2 separate regions of the Mus musculus genome follow, and region 1 is linked to region 2. Evidence: chromatin contacts called from public HiChIP or PLAC-seq data. All regions are on one chromosome and are shown on one strand. The core of a region is the stretch at or near the end of the contact, and the rest is flanking DNA. Distances in the headings are between cores, read along the strand shown. Region 1 holds the start of 1700123O20Rik (RIKEN cDNA 1700123O20 gene). Region 2 holds the start of Psme1 (proteasome (prosome, macropain) activator subunit 1 (PA28 alpha)).

Evidence for each region. HiChIP or PLAC-seq counts read pairs in DNA pulled down with a chosen protein or histone mark.
Region 1: an H3K4me3 HiChIP or PLAC-seq map of bone marrow-derived macrophages shows a contact between it and region 2, with 5 times the contacts expected there. The contact joins the promoter of 1700123O20Rik here to the promoter of Psme1 in region 2. A contact is called at or near these places in 3 of 39 promoter capture datasets (the 3T3-L1 cell line, the C10 cell line and embryonic stem cells), 1 of 115 datasets of contacts at active chromatin or transcription factors (bone marrow-derived macrophages) and 1 of 9 other capture datasets (liver).

What each region holds. Positions count from the first base shown.
Region 1 is chr14:54,682,483-54,687,654 of GRCm38.p6, reverse strand. 1700123O20Rik (RIKEN cDNA 1700123O20 gene) reads right to left here and starts at 1,484. Exons shown (of 2, transcript NM_021437.2): 1 at 535-1,484. It overlaps Acin1 (apoptotic chromatin condensation inducer 1), which reads left to right and starts at 724. Exons shown (of 19, transcript NM_023190.3): 1 at 724-1,186; 2 at 2,579-2,644. The coding sequence starts at 875.
Region 2 is chr14:55,576,108-55,581,009 of GRCm38.p6, reverse strand. It overlaps Psme1 (proteasome (prosome, macropain) activator subunit 1 (PA28 alpha)), which reads right to left and starts at 2,516. Exons shown (of 11, transcript NM_011189.1): 1 at 2,397-2,516; 2 at 1,383-1,415; 3 at 1,177-1,239; 4 at 969-1,079; 5 at 851-896; 6 at 583-680; 7 at 347-415; 8 at 199-266; 9 at 38-92. The coding sequence starts at 2,435. Fitm1 (fat storage-inducing transmembrane protein 1) reads right to left here. Exons shown (of 2, transcript NM_026808.1): 2 at 4,058-4,695. The coding sequence ends at 4,083.

The sequences.
Region 1 (5,172 bases), core at 235-2,734, 890 kb after region 2:
AATGGTTTATACCTGCAAGTGCCACTGACTTTGCATTATGTGTGCAAATGTAAGCCAACTTATTCCAAAATGTTTCCGTCCTACAGTTTGTTTCTCCAACAACGAAAACCTTCACCTCTCTATGACCGTAATTACTACTGCTGTTCCTACCTCTTCAAGTTGGAAGATTTGTATCGACAAAGAATAGAATCCCTAAACGTAAGTTCTAAGTCCCGGTTCAGGGTGACTGCCAGTTTCAAAGTGGCTCTACAGGGAGAAGTTTCTCCTAAAACTTCTCTTTTTCAGAGAAAGGTAATTTTTAACCCAGGGTCTTGCTACATGGCTTCCATGGTTATTGTCATTAATAAACTCAAAAGACCTGATTTTTCTTTTTCCCACGTAGGAAGCCGCAGGTCTCTCATTCCTTAGCCCCACAGGACAAAGTATTTCTTACACAGAATGGCCGGGATATAGAAGATGGAAGCAGGAGGGGTCCCCAAAAACCTGCAGACACCAAGTCTCATCTGGCCTAGGAGAGACTTCTTTTCCTCTTACCTTCCTTTTCCCCTTGGAAGACGCCCAGAGATCACAAGAGTCCTTCAGCTCCTGCTCCAACTCTCCGAGCCTCTTCCATGTTTCCTGAAAACCCGAAGCAGAGCCAGCCCCCAGTAACCCACGCACTTCCGGTCCGGAACCAGCCCCAAATACCCAAGTGCCCCAGCGCCCCGGCCCCCAGGTCCGGAGATAGCCGAATATCTCCGATTATGGGTATGCCAGATTCGAGGGCTTCCGAAGAGATTCGATTCAAAGCCCCGGCAAGCCGAAAACAAACGAGCCTGAAAGCCAGATGGGAGGGGCCAGCCGCTAGGTAGATGGAAAAAGCCGATTGGTACCGATGTGGGGACGGAAACGACCGAACAGCTCCGGAGAAACCCGGGGAATTCTGAGCGGTAATAGAGGGGTAGACTATGGCAGTGGGCGGGGCCAATCCGGTCCGTTCGAAGGGCGTTGGCGGAAATTACCGAAGATGCCCGAAGCCGTCGGGACGGACCCGAGTACCTCACGCAAGATGGCGGAGCTGGAGGAGGTGACTCTGGACGGGAAGCCTCTTCAGGCTCTGCGGGTGACCGACCTGAAGGCCGCACTGGAGCAGCGAGGCCTAGCCAAGAGCGGGCAGAAGAGTGCCCTGGTCAAGCGGCTCAAAGGGGTGAGAAGTCAGCGTTGCCGAGGTGTCGGAGGGGAGCGGACCCGGTAGAGACGAGTCTCCGCCGCGGCGCAGGCGCAGTGTCCGGGCTCGGCGCGAGCTCTCTCAGGCCGCCAGCGCGAGCCTGCAGATCCACGCGCACGGTGGTTGGTGTGGCTGGCGCTGGGATAGAGATAACGCCGGTTCCCGCCTTAACGGCAGCGGCGCGAGCCCAAAATGGGAGGGTGCGCGCTACTCTCCCGGAGTGTCTTAAGCTCCTTCCTTCTTCCCCCACCCCCTCCTTGTTTGTGTCTGTGTTGTCGGCGCATGCGCTGCAGAAGGAGTTAAATCCCTCTACAACCACCGGTGTGGCTGGCCTTAAGGGGGCGAGCAGGGCTGGGTCCGAGTTAGGGATACAGTTGGGCGGATGGGGTTGCTGTCTATGTCTGCAATAGGACATTTGTGATAGGGTAAAAAATGTCCGCTCGACTAGATTAAGTGAAAGGAAACCTTGATAGAAAGACTTGGTCAGAGACGGCTGTCTAATTTATAGGGAATCGAGCAGCAGTCTGGATAAGTATTTGGTGGCTATTGGTACGAGAGGTGAGACAGATTACTTTAGGCTGGGGATTTTGTGTCGGTTTGAGTAGTGAGGGTGAGCTTGTCGGGAGGTACACATACTGTGTATCGCTTTGGTGTAAATGGAGGGAAAGAAGGTGAGCTGAACTAGTGTTATTAGAGTTCATTAGCATACGTGACTCGTAATACTGATGGGGACTCTGGGTCAGTTCAGGGTTTGAGTTGACAGACCGTTGCTTATCCCGAAGCTGACAGTTTGTGGGTGGGTGTGGATTAGGTCAGACCACTGGTTACAAGGTCTGTGGTTAGTTTCCCTGTGAAATTTTTAATACATTTTATTTGTCCGGGTGTTACACTGCTGGAAGTTGTGCAAGTTCAGTTAAGTAGTTGTAGTTCTGAAAAACTAATCAAATAATAGTCAAATCCAAATTAGCCTCTTGTTGGTTTTATGTGATTTGAAACTTGTTCTGAGTACTTGGAATTTTTTTTTTGCCTGTATTACCGGATTTAGAAGTGGCTCCTAGTCAAAATTGCAGACAATAATAGAGATTCTAGTTCCGATTCTGTCATTTTTGCTGATTTTTGTGACATAGCCAGGTCACTGATTCTTTGTGTGCCTGTGTTTTACATTTGGGAGCAGTAACCATGGCTACCTTTAAGAGACTTATGAAGATGAATGAGAACAGTATTAATAAAGGGCTTTTAGTCTCGGTGAAAGGAATATAGTATAAATGTATATTTAAGTAATTGAATGAGAAGGCTGTGGGAGAGGTAGAGACCTGGATTGCGTTTTTGTTCCCCCTCCCGGTTTCTGATTTTTGCTCTTCTTTATACCAGGCTCTAATGCTAGAAAATTTACAAAAACACTCAACACCCCATGCTGCATTCCAGCCAAATTCACAGGTAAGAGAAAAGGTTTGTTTAGATAGAATGGGCTATTTGGAGACTATAGTAAGTAAATGGGAAGACATGGTGTTGTTTTCCTTGTCATCAGAAGCAGTATTTTCTTAAACTATTTTTATTGCAAGTGATCTCACACTAGACAGTTGATGTCTTTTTTTTTTTTTTAAGGTTTATTTTTATTTTATGTGTATGGGTGATTTGCCTCCCAAAGGGTCCCCACAGAGGCCAGAAGAGGATGTCAAATCCTCTGGAACTGGAGTTACAGACAGCCGTGAGCCACCATATGGGTGCAGAATTGAACCTGGGTCCTCTATAAAAGCAGCCAGGCCTCTTAACCATTGAGCCATCTCTCCAGCCCTCAGACAGTTGAATTCTAATCAACCTCAATTTTGTATAAAGACATGGAGTTTAAAAAAAGAAAAAGAATTTAAAAAATACAGTTTTATTTGAAAGAATTTGATACCTTATTAGTAACCCCCTAGTTCTAGGACTAACTGCTTAACAATCTGTAGTTTCTCTTAAACATCTTTAATACTTTGATTACTTAGGACAAGATACTTAACACTTGGAGTCCTTTGTTTCTTTACCTGTAATAGGAAGAGTAGTCTGACTTAGGTCATTGTTTTATAACTACTCTGCCGGTTTGTCTTAGGAAAAAAACTTTCTTCTAAGAGTTTGTGCATAAATGTTTTTGTTGTTGTTGTTATTGTTGTAAAGTTGAATCAGAGTATCTCTGTGTAGCCAGAATGGCTGAGCACTCAAGCTATTCTATCTTCAGACTCAGGGCAGTCCCCTGCCCAGCTTCCCTAGTGCTGGTGTAATGGGCTTGTGCTCCATCCCCCAGATTTCTACAAATGTTTTATTTTGAAGACATTATCGTATAGTTAAAAACAAAATACAAGTTTCTACACTATATCATCTTGTAGGGCGTTTTTCAGCTTTTAAACCCTTCATTTAGTGTGTCACACACTTAAAGGAAAATGCATTGGTGTGGGCCCAGGACACTGGAAAAGGTGCTTCCTGTTCCCTAATACCTCATTCAAATCTAGGCCCATCATCTAGTCAGCTCTGGGAGGTTACACAGCGTTAAAAGGCTACCTAACGGCCCGGAGAGATAGCTCAGTAGTCAAGAGTGCTTGTTGCTCAATGACTCAAACCAGAGCTCAAGATCTCAGCACTATATCAGATGGCTCACACACACCTGTAGCTCCAGTTCCATGGGATCTAATGTCTCCTCGGTTCCTGAGAACATGACTGAGCACACAAACACAAGCATGCACTCACAGATACATGTACATACACACATAAATGAAGCTGAGAAGATGACTCGGTAGTGCCCTTTATAGAGGACCCAGGTTTGGGTCCCAGCACCTACATGGTGGCTCACAGACATCCATAACTCCAATTCCAAGGTATCCTATATCCTCCTCTATCCTCCTCTGCTATAGGCACACACATCCATGCAGTTAAAACATTCAGGCGTGTAAAATAATCTTTAAAAACCAATTAAGAAAAAACCTAAGATAGTTCCGTCATAGTTGTATTTTGGATCGCACTTTAGACTGTGCAGTTTTACTTGTATCAACAAAGGTTGTGCAGCACATACGCTTGTTTTCTCAGACTTATAATCCACATTTTGTCTGTGGCCATTGGCTACTAAGGGACTTACTGTAAGGGAAATAAGCATTTCCTGCTAGAGAATATGACAGAAAGCACAGGAAGTATTGGACTGGCTTCATTTCTGAAGGTCTATAGGCATGTAAGGACTTAAGGAGGAGAGTTTGTGACAAGAAAGCTGAAGGACAAAGAGTGATGTTTGCACCCTACAGAAAGGGGCACAGGGGTAACCCTGGTCTGGCTGCCCTGGAATTCCTGCCTCTGCCTCCGGGGCTGGGATTAAAGCACGGGCCATAACTAGCCTGGCGTGCTGAGGTTTCTTTTCACTCAAACAACAAAACGGCTGATTGGTTGCTTTGGAGTTTTTGAGGCAGGGACTTAGTGTGTAGCTCAGGCTGGACTCAAACATACAGCAGTTTTCTAACCTCAGCTTCTCTGGTGGGATTGCAGGCATACGCCATAAATACACCCCTTTCTGTGGTTTATTTTGTTTAATTTTTAATGGAAGTGGAGTTACAAGTCTCTCAAGTATTAATGTATGTTCCTTTCCTTTGTCTCTTGATTTTATGTATTTAAATAGTTTTTTATATTTATTTATAGTTTATGCATATATTTGTTATGCCTGCAATTGTGTATATGCACCATGTTTATGCCTGGTCCCCCCAGGGGTCAGAAACAGGCATTGGATACCTGGAACTGTAGTTAACAGATGATTGTGAGCCAGTACACACTGGGACTCAAACCTAGGTCCCCTGTAAGAGTGAGCAGCTGGTGCTCTTAACCGCTGAGCCGTCTCTCTGCCCCTGCGCTTGATCTTTTGAGATACATGACAGGATGTTTTTCTGGCTTGGTGGAGCTTGATCTTTTTGGAGAAACTAGTACTTTTTTCTTCTCAGATTTCCTTGTTTTTA
Region 2 (4,902 bases), core at 1,267-3,766:
TCTTCCCCGGGAGCAGCCTGACCTGGGCCTCACCTACCACGTGGGGCTGCTTGGCTGCTTTGGCCACGGCGTCACCCCTCTCGGAGAAGTACCTGTGGAAAGTGGAAGTAGTATGTAGAGAGTGGAAAGAGAAGGCGGGCGCCCCGGGCCTGTCCCCAAAGCAGAGTGCGCTGAGGGTGTTGTGATGAGGCCACTCACTTGGAGATCTGCGTGTGGAAGCCTTCCAGCTTGGTGTGAAGGTTGGTCATCAGCTCAAACACCTTTTCCTGAGGAAGAAAGTGGAGAGCTGGGGAAGCTCAGGCTGGTTGCACAGTAGGGCTGTAGATTGAGGGGACAGTGCTCTTACCTGGACAGCCACGCCAAAATTATTCCCATCCTCTATCCGAGGTATCTGTAGCTGCAACCAGGTAGTGACCTTGGAGCAAAGAACGCGTCTTGGCTTTATCACCACATCCTTCCTTCCCCTCCATATACATACCCCGACTCCCAGGTTCCCAGTCTTCCCTCGTCTGCCCACATTGAGCCCTGGCCCGGACCATTGAGGACACTGCCTGGAGCCGAGACGAAGGCGGAAGAGCTCACCAGATTGAGTTGCTCAGTGACATCCTTGATCTCAGGTTTTAGGCGTTGCAGGAGGACCACAATCTTCTCATTGCAGTTCACTGGGCCACAGGGGGGACCTGGAGAGCGCGCAGTGGGTCAGGGAATGACTGGGCCACAGGGGGGACCTAGAGAGCGCGCAGTGGGTCAGGGAATGACTGGGCGTGCGAAGTTTGGAAAGGGGAAAGCAGAACCGCAGCCTGGAAGCTCTGGGTCACCAGTGTCTTCCCAGCACCTCGCTTCCCCGTACCTTTGTCGTCTTCGTCCCCTTTCTTCTTCTCTTCCTTCTCTTCCTTCTGTAGGGAGGAAGACAGGACTGAGGCTGATGCTCTCTATGGCTGGCCCACCTCCCAGGTCTCCCAGCTTGCCTCCTGTTGCTTCTTCCGCTCCTCCTTCTCTTTCTCTTTGACTGGATCGGGTACTGGGATGTCCAATGGAGCCTTCAGATTGCTCAGGTTGGCTTCATTGAGAGCTGGCTCCTAGTGGTACGGCTGGAGATGAGGGTGTTCCTCTCATCTCACCCCACCCCCATCCCTGGGCTCCTCTTGAGTCCTTGCCTGGGGAGCCCCCGAGTACCTTTAAGAACGCATCCAACTCTGAGATTTTCTTGGGAAAATAGCTCCCAAGCAGGTTCTCTGTCTGGGTAAGACAGTGGAGGAGGACAGGGTCAGAAGCAAACACCCTTTCCAAGGCAGTGATGTAAGGGCTCACACTGCCCAGCGAGGGAGGCCAGAGTTGGGGGAGCTGGGTGGGGGTGGGGTCCCTGATGAGTTAGGTCTTACCTTGCTACACAGGTCTTCACGGAACACATCCACCTGTAGGGTATAGATAGGCAACCCTTCAGAAACCTAGCTTTAAGGCTAGTTCTTTTGAGGACAGTTCCCTTTAGGTGTAGGGGCTGACTTGGGGAATAGAGAAGCCACATCTGAAGAAAGTCAGATGGGTCCCTATATAGGGTGGCCTGGGGTGGTATGGTAGTTTTCAGCACACCTGAATCAGGGAAGAGTTCAATGGATCCCCAAGGGAGGCTGAATTTGGGGATAAGAATATTTCTGGGCAAGCTGGGTGTGATGGCACACGCCTTTAATCCCAGCACTCAGGAGGCAGAGGCAGGTGGATTTCTGAGTTCAAGGCCAGCCTGGTCTACAAAGTGAGTTCTAGGACAGCCAGGGCTACACAGAGAAACCCTGTCTCGAAAAACAAAACAATCAAAAAATATATATGTATGTGTGTGTGTGTATGTATATATATATTTATTTATTTCTGGGTCACCAGAGTTGTGCAAGAGGCGATAAGAGAGCCCTGTGGCCAGGCGTGGTACCACAGGCCTTTAATCCTAGCACTCCAGAGGTACAGACAGGTGGAACTCTGAGTTCAAGGCCAGCCTGGTCTACATATCCAGTTTCAGGAAAGCCAGAGCTACATAATAGAGGGACCCTGTCTCAAACCAAACAGAACCCTAAGACAGTGGGCAGAGAGAGTGCAGGTGCGTGCCCTTTCCGAGGGAAAGTCTGAGGTGGCTAGGGCAAGTCCCTCTCAAGGTCTCTGTGTGTAGCCCTGGCCCCAAGCCAGCAGACTTCACACTAGCTTCTAGGCTCCATTTCACCCCACTGGACCACAGCCGCCTCACCTACTCCCAAGGGATCAGGTGCTTCTGGCAGTAGCTAGGGAGCAGAACCCCCCCAACCCCCACTCAGGTGAGGGGGGCTAGGAAGTGGGCTCCCCCAGAGCTCTGGTCTGCTCTGAACCACGCCTCTCTAAAGCCTCTACTCCCCACTCGAACCCGCAACGCTCACCTTGGCTTGGGCTTCGGGATGGACCCTCAGTGTGGCCATGGCCAGAGCCGGGGGGTGGTGGTGAGCGCCGCACGAGGAACCTGGGGTGGGCAGCGGGAAGGGAAAGCGAAAGCACAGCTCGAAACCTGCACGGCCTTCCTGGGTTTGGGGAGTGGAGGGACTGGAGGAGGCGGGGACAGCCTACTGAGAGGCGGGGGCTCCGCCAGCAGCCGGAGTAGCGTTTCCGCCCGGCGCTCGGGTCTCTCCGTTTGGCAGCCAGGCCCGCCTCCCAACCAACGCCAGCACCCCTGCCCCTTCCCATCCTCGCCTGCCATTTCCCGGCACCCCCTGCTTCTGCTAGGGCCAGGGCAATAAATAAGCCTTACATGGGGGTTTAAAATCCTTAATGATCTGGAGTATGATCTGGTCTCTCTTCGTCTTCCCAGCGTGGTCCCCTGCCTAATATACTCCCGCCCACCAGACGATTATGCGGAGATGCTGGCACCATCCTTATACAAGAGTCAATCAGCTCTGCACAAAGCCATTGTGGCACCCTCTATTCCCCAATAAACCACTCCCCCACAGCAGGGACTCAGGCCTCTATGATAAAATCCATAAAGACTTTTCTTTCACAATCCTCTTCAAGTCCATTGCTTTCCACACTCATTCATTACACAAGCAAATACTTGTAGGCAGTGTTTATTCAGCTCCAAGGACTCTGCCCTTGAGAAATCTGCAACACTCTTCCCCTTAATGTCCTCACCCAGTTCTCAGCTTGGATGTCAATTTTTCTGAGAGAATGTTCTGCCATCATTCTTCAAATGTTCCGCCACCATTTTTCAGAAAGTACTTTCCCCGCTCAGTACGGCCACTGGCACCTGTGACTCTGATACCAGCCATTTTTGTTGTTGTCATTTGTTTTGTTTTTGAGTCAGGATAATACAATGGTTTAAACAGGAGCCAGGCAAACTTTCTGCAAGGGCTTAGTGATAGCTATTTAGTTTTGGGAAGTGTTAATATGCGGGTAGTAATATAGTAATTATGTGTATGTATGTATATACAAATATGTGTGTGTATATATATATATGTGTGTGTGTGTGTGTGTGTGTGTGTATAAAATCAGAATAGTAATAACCCTGAAAGGAAAGCAGCTCACGAAATTAATTAGTGCAGATGACTTTCAATAGAACTGCCCGGTGTAGTGGCACACGCCTTTAGTCCCAGCACTTGGGAGGCAAAGGCAGGCAGATTTCTGAGTTCGAGGCCAGCCTGGTCTACAGAGTGAGTTCCAGGACAGCCAGGGCTACACAGAGAAACCCTGTCTGGAAAAACCAAAAATAAAATAAAATAAATAAATGAATTATTAACTTATGGATTGGAGATTTTGAGTTTCATGTAATTTTCACACATCCAGAAATATTTTTCCAACTTTTTCTTTCCCGAGACCAGGTTTTTCTGTGTAGCCCTGGCATCCGCAGAGGGAAGCTGGTGCATCTAAAGGCTGCTTTAGTGGTACCGTCCCTCGACATCACAGCCCCCGAAAGACCCGGAAACCAACAGGATGGAAGTCACGTACAGGAAAACACAGGTCAGCAACTTCAAGAAATGATGAGGAAGGAACTTGAGCATCTTACCCTTCCCATTCTCTCTCTCGTCCCGAAAAGAATCGGAGGAGACAGAGCCAGGCCTGGTATGCTTTTATTTCTTTCAGTTATGTTTGCGCATTGAGCGGGATCGAGGGAAGAGCCCGTGGCCTGGGATCCCAGGGGACCAGGGTTGATGGTACCAGCTGCCATAGGTAAGGTACCAGGCAAACGTGCCTACTGCCGCACCCACCACCTTGTGGGTATATTGATGGAAATAGATGACCGTGCAGAGCAGCAGGAAGTTCCAGAGGCCCAGCAGCAGCACATTGAGTAGGAAAACAAGACGCAGTGGGGCGCCAGCTGGTAGCCCATGGGCCAGGTACTTGGCAAACACAGCGGCTTCCTCAGCCATGAGGAGGCAGCAGAAGGTGAGGAGGAAGGTGTGGGAGGAGACAGTGTAGCCCCTCCACTGGTGGCCGGCTGCCAGGCAACTCTTGCGGTCGGGCAGCTCATGCAGCAATAGGCCCTGGGGCAGAGGCTCGAAGCAGGAACCCGTCAGGTCCTCGATGAGTAGGAAGGCACGTCCGGCCCCCCGCCATACAGCTGCCCCCACCACCAGTCGGCTCAGGTGCCTGGCAGTCACTGCTACACGTCGTGTAGCCAGGAACACCACCAGCAGCACAAAGCCCCCCAGGAAGGTGCATGTCCAGCCCCATGCTGAATTCACAAACTTTCTGTGGACAGGAAGTGGAAAAGCTAGTTGAGATCCCCAGTGTCCGATCTCCCCATCCTGACCTGTGTCCCATACATTATCCATTAGGTTTTTTTTTTTTTTTATAACCCCTATCATTTCAATGTTGCCCTTCTCCTTGCAGGACCACAGGGCAACTAGGGTCCACCTTTCCTCTTCCGTCCTTTACTTCCCCGGCACCCCCAGGCTC